3 separate regions of the Mus musculus genome follow, and regions 1 and 3 are each linked to region 2. Evidence: chromatin contacts called from public Hi-C and HiChIP or PLAC-seq data. All regions are on one chromosome and are shown on one strand. Each heading gives the region's core, a stretch centred on a gene start, on an enhancer-like site or on the middle of the called end of the contact. The rest is flanking DNA. Distances are from core to core; before and after follow the strand shown. Region 1 overlaps Gm29478 (a long non-coding RNA gene). Region 2 overlaps Gm30905 (a long non-coding RNA gene). Region 3 overlaps Gm29478 (a long non-coding RNA gene).

What was found. A called contact is a pair of places that touch in the nucleus more often than the background predicts. HiChIP or PLAC-seq counts read pairs in DNA pulled down with a chosen protein or histone mark.
Region 1: a contact with region 2 is called in a Hi-C map of cerebellar granule neurons, with 4 times the contacts expected there. The contact joins two enhancer-like sites. A contact is called at or near these places in 5 of 484 Hi-C or Micro-C datasets (cerebellar granule neurons, cerebellum and neural progenitor cells), 2 of 115 datasets of contacts at active chromatin or transcription factors (astrocytes and embryonic basal ganglia) and 1 of 9 other capture datasets (embryonic trunk).
Region 3: a contact with region 2 is called in an H3K4me3 HiChIP or PLAC-seq map of neural tube, with 11 times the contacts expected there. The contact joins two enhancer-like sites. A contact is called at or near these places in 5 of 484 Hi-C or Micro-C datasets (cerebellum, embryonic stem cells, myocytes and 2 more), 1 of 115 datasets of contacts at active chromatin or transcription factors (neural tube) and 1 of 9 other capture datasets (embryonic trunk).

Annotation. Positions count from the first base shown.
Region 1 is chr9:91,544,083-91,546,961 of GRCm38.p6, forward strand. All of the region lies in intron 2 of Gm29478 (a long non-coding RNA gene), which reads left to right. Among named protein-coding and RNA genes, the nearest start is that of Gm29478, 140 kb to the left of the region's middle. Within about 2 kb of position 1,534, at least 3 of the 459 cell types and tissues checked have an H3K27ac peak or open chromatin away from gene starts, as enhancers often do. A contact at or near this core is called in cerebellar granule neurons and cerebellum, where this site is marked.
Region 2 is chr9:90,691,870-90,694,569 of GRCm38.p6, forward strand. The region is part of intron 1 of Gm30905 (a long non-coding RNA gene); the gene reads right to left. Among named protein-coding and RNA genes, the nearest start is that of Gm30905, 12 kb to the right of the region's middle. Within about 2 kb of position 1,267, at least 25 of the 459 cell types and tissues checked have an H3K27ac peak or open chromatin away from gene starts, as enhancers often do. A contact at or near this core is called in cerebellar granule neurons, cerebellum and neural tube, where this site is marked.
Region 3 is chr9:91,564,914-91,568,011 of GRCm38.p6, forward strand. The region is part of intron 3 of Gm29478 (a long non-coding RNA gene); the gene reads left to right. Among named protein-coding and RNA genes, the nearest start is that of Gm39400, 140 kb to the right of the region's middle. Within about 2 kb of position 1,433, at least 4 of the 459 cell types and tissues checked have an H3K27ac peak or open chromatin away from gene starts, as enhancers often do. A contact at or near this core is called in neural tube, where this site is marked.

The DNA.
Region 1 (2,879 bases), core at 284-2,783, 850 kb after region 2:
TGACTAGTAGAGAATGGAAACAAACTTGCCAAATGTCATTTCATTCTGTGACTCTTTCAGAAATCATTGCATCATTCCCATTTAAAAAAATAAAAAAAACCTCTGCTTATAAAGAAGGCACAAAGATTATTATTTCAATCTTACATAGGTTAGTGATCCATTTAATATTTAAAAAGCTAATGTTTCATATTTTGATATGCTACATATTAGTTTGTGTCCAAGTGTCTGTATTAGCAGCAGGAACTCTGAAGCTTCTTATTTTAATTAAGAAAATATTTTCAATATTGTTCTACAGTTTATATAAACAGTGAGAAATATTTTGCACTTTAAAAATGTGGGTTAAAACAAAACTAGGTAATGTTTCTTTTATTTGAGCCAAGAAAAATAGTACCACGAATCCTTTTCTCATATTGCTGTGTGGAAATAGTTTTCCACCTAAAACCCCTGGCTCTCTCTTTTTCTTATAAAATGTATGCATGCAAAGATGCTAGTGTGAGATACGTTTCCAGGCACATTTATTCTAATGGTGAAGCTGGCTTATTTTGTGACACATTTTATATTTCCATGACAAACCGAATGCTTTTTGTCCACCAGTGATGTAGAATAATTAATCAGAGCCATCCTGGGAGGAGGACCCATCCCATTCTGTGTTGGTTTGTAAAACATCCCTGGGTGAGAGGCCTCTCAGCAGGCTCACTCACGTTACCTGTAATTTTTCACATGTGTATAGTTCATCACTAGTGACACTCTGGCTTTCAGATCAGTCATCTCTTAGAACTTAAAATTGATATATCAGTCTCAGCATAAAATGCTATCATTCCCGTGGACCAACTGTTTACCGGAGTATAACTCCTCCTGTGTCTCATTTCATCACACTGTTCCACACAGTGATGTTTCAATGTGAAATGAAGTTTTTTCATGCTGTGCCCCTGAGTAGAAAAAAGACAGAAGTACATGTATGATAAATGGTGAAGATTCCGTGATAACCCTTGGAAAACAATATAGTGTAGAAGCATTCTGTATTATATTTGCTTTAATAATTTAAGGCATAAATGTGGCTTTTAAACTTTTATAACAAATACGATTTATGCAGCAGTGAGAAATGATCAATTATATTTTCTGTGAATCACTTCATCTTCCATCTTATACAGAAATTAACAGCACGCTACTGCTGTTGAATTGCCATGGTGGAATATTTGTGTAGGCTACGCTATTAGTAAAATGTAAAATCACCATCATGTTGTTCAACTCTATGTCTTTAATTACAGTTTTGCAAGAGAAAGGATTTACTTTAAATTTTTATTAAGTCTATTCACTTTGTCTATGTGGGGCTGGGGACCGAATTCTGGCTTTTAATAGCAACAACAGAATTTAGGAAAAACATCTTGTTGAATTCCCTTATGCCTGAAAGACACTGTCGTGTTTGCATTCTTTCTTGGCACAAAGTGCATTTTCTTTGTGGCTCTGAGTGTCGCCTGGCTGTGGCATCGGCATCCCACTGATTATTACGAGGGCTGATTCAACGGCTTTGGCTCACTGGGCTGGGTTCTGTAGACTTCCTTCACAACCCTAAAAGCTGTGCATTGGCAGAAGATGATGACATCCCTGGGGAGACTAGAACCACTTAATTTTTGTCAAAATGGAAATGAGTTTTTCCTTTTAGCACATCTTGATTTGATCTGATAGGTTATTTTAAAAATGGAAGGCAAGATTGTTTCACCAAAAATGGATGCAAACAATGTTTTAAATTTGATATGGCATTGCAAATACTCAACGTTTTCCAGAGAGAACATTTTTTAGTTTACATTTGAAATTCTTACCTTTTTATTTTCACTATTGTACTGTGTATGCTTTAGATTATTTCACTGTGTGCTTTTGAGATGATGTCTAAGCACTAAGCCACAGCCACAAGATATATGATGAGTTGTTTAACTAAAGGTAGAGTGATTACAAAGAATTCTGAAGGTTGAAACATACTTTATAGTATGAGTTTTGAAAATAGATTAACTAACAGGTGATTATTTCCATCCTGTTGAAAGTATAAGAAATTCAGTAATGACTAAATGACTTGCTGGCGCCTCTTCATTGTGCCTGTGCATGTGTTGGATATGCACAATCATGTAAAAGAAAATAGTTCAAAACTGTGAGCATAACAGACATTTTCATTTGGAGACTAAAATTCTGTTGTGTCTACATTTGTTCAGCAGGTGAGATATTTTGGTAATACTACTATGGCATACTGAAATATTGCTAGAAAACTAAAAGTAATCTGCTTTTATGCTTTGTATTAGCTTAAGGATCTATTACCCAAATAAAATAAATTTGGTGTTATGTTTTCATGTTTAATTAGCCTTGGGAAGAAGGTATGTTCAATAAAAATATATCAGGAATTATACTCATCCCTTTGTGTACTTGTATTATTTTAGGAGAAATTTCAACAGCAGCCTTATTTTCAAAGCTCAGTTCAAGTTGACTTTTCATTACTTGAATAATAGTGTTCTTATGTGTATAGTAAGATGTGTAGTTTTCCTCAGTTTCACAATCCTCCCTGCTACCAATAGCCCACTTCAAGTGGGACATTTATTACAAATGATTAACCCAGTATTTTGTATTCTGTAACAGTATTTTATATTCTGAAATATGGATTTCATTATCTAGCTATTGTTTTAGGAAGCTTTCAAATGCTTACTTAAAGGAGTTTCACAGTTATTCTAGAAGTTTAGGTGGATGGGTTGGTCCTCCAGTTCTAACAAGTATGGAGCCTGAGGCTAGAGGTTATCTTGAGCGTAGGGTTTCAAGACCACTTTGTAAAACAGAAAACAGACATCTCAAAAGGGGAAAAGAGAACATGAACGTGGACTAGAGTCCTTTTCCATGTT
Region 2 (2,700 bases), core at 17-2,516:
ATAGTTTTGTTTGGATTTCAGAAGTGACAAACAACGTTTGTGACTGGCTTAACATAGTCACTTTCTATTAGTCAAGACCAGAAGCAAGTCAGAGTTAAAATGTGGCCCTGCGTTGCTAGGCAGCTGAGTTGTCTTGACACGGTGGTTAGTTTCCTTTTCACTGAATGACAACAGTGAAATGAAAGAAGTTTTGAAAAACTTGATAATGGTTTTCAAAGGAAACGAATAATTGGTGGTGCTCGCTTGTGCAGCACTGTGTGCAAAATTTCAGGCAGCCATGAGAGAGGACTGTCACTAAAAATTTAAAGTCTTGGACGAAAACTTGACCTAGAGTCTTCTCCAGGTTTTGGCGGTTCATTTTCCAAACACCCCTCTGAGACCAAGAGGTGCAGGATGAAAGCATTAAAACAGATGGGTAAAAGCCCCCAAAGAAAAAAAAGAACCAATGATTGTGATTTAATCCACTAATGAAAGGGAGGAATTAAGTAAAATCTTAAATATGAGCAACGTGTAAAAGACTGTTAGATCGTACCTATAACAAAAATGTATTAACCGCATGGTAGGTTACAGTCAAGCAGACGCTTGAATTAAACACATGGAATATAAAAGGGTCCACATTCACTGACTTACCCTGCATAGGATAAAGCAATTGTGCTAGCATCAGTTTTGAAGATATTCCTATCTAAAGGCTTATGGAAGTCACCACAACTTGAACATCTATTGTCTGATGTTAAAGTTAAATACAGCATATGTTTAATAAAAGCAAGCAGATTAACAAAAACATGAAGACCAAAACAAAACAGATAAAAAACAAAACAAAACAAAAATATACACACACGCGCACACACACACACACACACACACACACACACACACACACAGAGAGAGAGAGAGAGAGAGAGAGAGAGAGAGAGAGAGAGAGAAATACATGTATACGTGTTGCTCACTATTTCAGCCAAGTGCAAGAACTTTTTGTTTCACTCTCTTTGCCATTAATTTACCCAGAATTTTAAAAACTGAGCAAAATGGACTCATATTGAAAGAAAGGACCAATTAGTGTTGGATTAACATTCATGGTTATTTACAGTTGTTTTTGTACTTGTCCCTGTGCTCTGACTTCCTAAAATTTCACAACCCAAAGATTTAGAAAAATGGGGTTGTTTAGACGCAAAGTGCAATGAAGTGGCCGTGACTATTGTGTAGACACCACCTCTCTCATTATACCCTCTCAATCAACACTCAGTACACAGGAAACCGCAATAAAGCCCATCTGCCACGGTTAATCTGCAGGCAAACCCACACCCATGTCTATGCCCGTTACTCTCCAGCCTTATTATTCTCAGATCCAAAGCTTCATAAGGGATCAGCCAAAGTCCATTAAAGTAAATAATAGCCAGAAATGACAGGCTTAGCAAGGATTGGGAGGAAGTTGAACACCAATCTGAGCTCTGAGCTCTGATTAATAGAGAAAAGCATTAGGAGAAAAGGGGAGAAAAATGACCTCAGTCTGCTCCAAAGAATTCCTGAACCTTCGTTGTTAGGGCAAGTGCTACCATCTGAGACGTTAGTGATCCTTGAATTTCCTTCACTTTGATGCAGCTCAAATGGGAAAATTCTGAAGGTTCAGCAAGGTCCCAGACCTCAGCTGGAGAGCTGTCTGGAGTCAACCCTGTCAAAATTCTCTTGTGCAAGAGAAAGCCTTTATTAGCTAGATTGCAACAACAACAATAACAACACCCACAAATGCGCTACACGGTCTCATAAGGAGGCCTGCCTGTGCTCTAAATTGCCTATGCATTTATTGTTTCCTTGTTCATAGTCAGTTTTTAAAAGTCTCCAAACAAATGCACTAAAATAAAACAATAGGGATTCTTAAAATGAATGTTTTGCAGGAGGAACTAGCTGAATTTAGTGTGCTGATAGGCAAGTAGGTCTGTATTCCTGTGTGTGGGGTGGAGTAGTCAAGCACTTATTCAATTTAATTTTAAAATGTGGTATTTCTTTTCATCATACAACGAAGGGGAAACAAACCTTCGCAAGCATTTTAAAATCTGTTCAGTCAAGTAAAAATCTTAAAATATAGCAGATATTATAACTGTAGGTTTTTATATAAATTGACTGGTTGGGGGTGGTACAAGAAACAACACAATCCTCAAATTAGCTGAAAATTTCTTTCCCCGCCACTTAAATGTAAATACCTTTTGAACTTCTGTTTGGTTTGTTTCTTAATGTAAGTGGTCTGGGAGGGTCACACCCCACCCCACCTTTCTCCCCACATAGGCATATTTGCTCTTGAAATGGGACAGGTTTAGTTTGGAATTTTGCTACAGCTCTTCACAAAGCTCTGAAGAAATTTGTGTCTGCTAGATACCGTCTGTGGTCAGGAAGAATTCACTTCGATCTGCTCCATGATTTTTTTTTAAATACTTGTACAAAACCGTATTTGTTTTACAAAACGCAGACTGAGATGAGAGTCCTGGCGAGAACTCTCAGAAACTGGGAGGCTTTTTAAAGTAAGAGAAACTAACGGCACAGCTCTGCCTGCCTCTGCGAGATCCCAGTCTGAAGGGCAGACTGCATTTGGCACAGACAAGCAAATGCACGAAAGACCCCAGTGGTTTCTCAGGAAGATGGTAATGATCCTGACGAGGACTGGATATCGGGGAGGCTCACCTTCAAATGCATTTTTCATTCAAGTTT
Region 3 (3,098 bases), core at 183-2,682, 870 kb after region 2:
TATCTTTCCAGTCTGGTGGCATGGAGGTAGGGGCACCGTCATGCCTAGAAGTTAATTCAGGATCTGTAAGAGGGTGTTAAAAACCAGATGGAGACCAGGGTGTATTTACTTGGCCTTAAGGTGGTAGAATAAAGAATAAAATATTCAAGCTGGTTGCACTATCAGTTCATTTAAAAATAGAAGAAATATTTAGTGGAACACTACAGAAACTGAAATTTTCTATTAAATACTTCCCTCTCCACCTTTCTTGATCCTTCCCTCCACCACTCCTGCTTACATTCCTAGTCAGCCATCATTGGGAAGAGAGGCCCCTTGGTCTTGCAAACTTTATATGCCTCAGTATGGGGGAACGCCAGGGCCAAGAAGTGGGAGTGGGCGGTAGGGGAGTGGGAGAGAGGATCTGGGGGACTTTCGGGATAGCATTTGAAATGTAAATGAAAAAATACCTATAAAAATTGGAAAAAATGACCTTTTATGTAAAAAAGAAAAAAAGAAAAATATTACTTAATATTTCTAATTAAAATAAAACAAAGATAAAAAATAAGGTGATACTTACATAATAAAGAGAAATTCTAAAGTTACTGTTACTTTAGGCTTGCTACTGTTTCTGTGAGGGATAAAGAAAACATTTGCTAGGAAATGAGTTTCTGCTGAAATCCTACATTTCTGTTTAATTCTCCATACTATAAGTCATAAAATTGCAATTTTTATCAATCTTATAAATGTAATAATTTTCTAGAATATATTCCTAACAAGAACGTTTTCAGAAAGTTATTTTTCTTTATTACTCTTTTTCTAGTTCTTGAATATTTTATTTTATTTATTTATTTTTTAAATTTTTTTATTACGTATTTTCCTCAATTACATTTCGAATATTTTATATGACTAAATAACAATATTATGGTGGGCTAGCTATACATAGATGGTCCTTTTATTACCTTTCATATGAGATTTAAATAGATATTTTCTACATGTCATGCATATATATAACATTGCAATTAAACTGTGTATTTGATATTCATCTACAAATCAGAATTACAAACAACAAATTGTGCAATTAGAATTTTTGACCCATGCACAGTCTTCCATATGTTTTACTGGCCCTTTCATATGTAGCTCACATTTCAAGGTCTATATAGTAGAAACAAGTTGCACATTTACCCAGCAGATGAATAAAGCAATTCCCTTAGGAACAGTGCAAGACTTTCATGTTTGAGCATGTTGCTACTTTGTCAATGAGGTATTAACAATGACACCTTAATGGCAGTAGAGTCATACTTTCACCATATGTCTTACGCAACTTAGTGCTGTGCCCTTTGGCTATATTTAAAAGCTCCTGCTTAAGAAAATGACAGATGAGGTCAACTTGAACTGGCCATAGACCGTGTCATAGATTAAACATTTTCTTTTCGCTTGATTGGCACCGTATTCAGGAAACATGCTAGGAAAAAGCCATGTGGTCACAGTGCCTAACTACTAAAAGTGTGTATGGAATTGAAGGAATATTGCCAAAGTGCCAGGCAAACTATGATTTATAAACATCAAGTGGAGGTTGTTAGCTTCATCATCTGCAGTCAATGAAGGTCTTTATTATCACTAAGTACGTCTTATGAGTTTTATATATTGACTTTCCTTAAGTAAGCCAAGAACTTATAAAAAGATCACTCAAATAGTATTTGCTATAATCCTCACACAATTTTAAGAGCAGGAGGCAGGAGGTCTGTAATGTGAAAACAGGAAAGCAGAGAGAGGCAGGAGGTGAAGCAGATCTGGGTAATTTTAGCTGTTGGTAGAGAAATCATGAACACACCCTGGCTTTAGTCTGCTGAAGTGGAAAGCTGTATACTTATTGTTGGAGCACAAAAGCAGACAGCATGAATTGACTATGGTGGTAAACAACTTCAGCCCTAACACAAATGAAACTGGCCAGTGACTCATTAGGCATTTAGTGTTTTTACTAAGTTTTAGTTTTATGAAAACTAATTCCAGTCTAGTTATTGAAATACTCCATGGGTTAGTTACTTAGAGTTCAATGGAAACCATTGCTTTTCTTATTTTTTTTTTTTTTTGTAAAGCAATTAACCATTGCTTTAAAAAGATTTTTGCTGGCTAAGAAAACAGTTGATGTTCTGGGAGAAAGGAAAACCTGACTCTCACTTCATGATAGCTCTTTCTGTCTTCAAGTGGAGGGAAGGCTTTTGTTCTCTTAGGGAGTGTCACTGTAAGCAAGACACCCCTGAACAGGAGAGGAGAGTTTGCTTTGGAACAGTTATTGACAATTGGTCATTTTCCCTTTGGCTGAAGGGAGTACCTAATTATGAAATGACAGATATTTGATAAAAATCTTTTCAAGTTGGAACAGTTGGCCAACTACTGATCTATTGAAATCACTTGAGCAACTAATTGCTTTTTCCTATAGTATTATGGTCAATTTCTATGGATAAAAGACATGAGTCCCACAGCCATGAGTTAATGAAAGTATCATTTATTTTTAATGAAAAAAATCTCTTGAGTTTGTCCTCACATTGAATGAAGTTTATTTTGGTCATAAACTGATTTCCATAAAAGGTAAATTCAGTATTGACATCAAAATGACATTTTAAAACAACAGTTTCTGTCTGTTTCTCTTCTTTTTTTTTTTTTTTTTTTTTCATTTGGAATAGGATAAGTGCTCATTTGTAAGGAAGCATTGAACTCAAAGAGTTAAGCAGACAGTGGGAAGTAAACAGAAAACATTCTTGTAATGTTAATCGGGAGCCTTCATGGATCTCAAGTGTAGAAATGAATCTGGAGTCAGAAGGATTTAGAAATCTTCCACCAGTTTCCCTTTCAAATTCTTATTTGGTTTGTTTTTCCCTCGTTTACTGCACTTTTAATTTTTGAAAGACAGCTGGGTATGTAGATTGTATTGTTGAATATTGTTTCCCCTTACCTCATGAATTAGTGTGTTATAAACCCATAACCTAATAAGTGCTTTCTACTCCTGGTTGCACGTTCATGAGAGGCAGTGTCCGGTAGGTCCATGTTAAGTTAGGGGTCCTTCTCTCACACATTTGATTATGACCAGGGAAGAAAAAAAAAAAAAAAAAAGACTACAA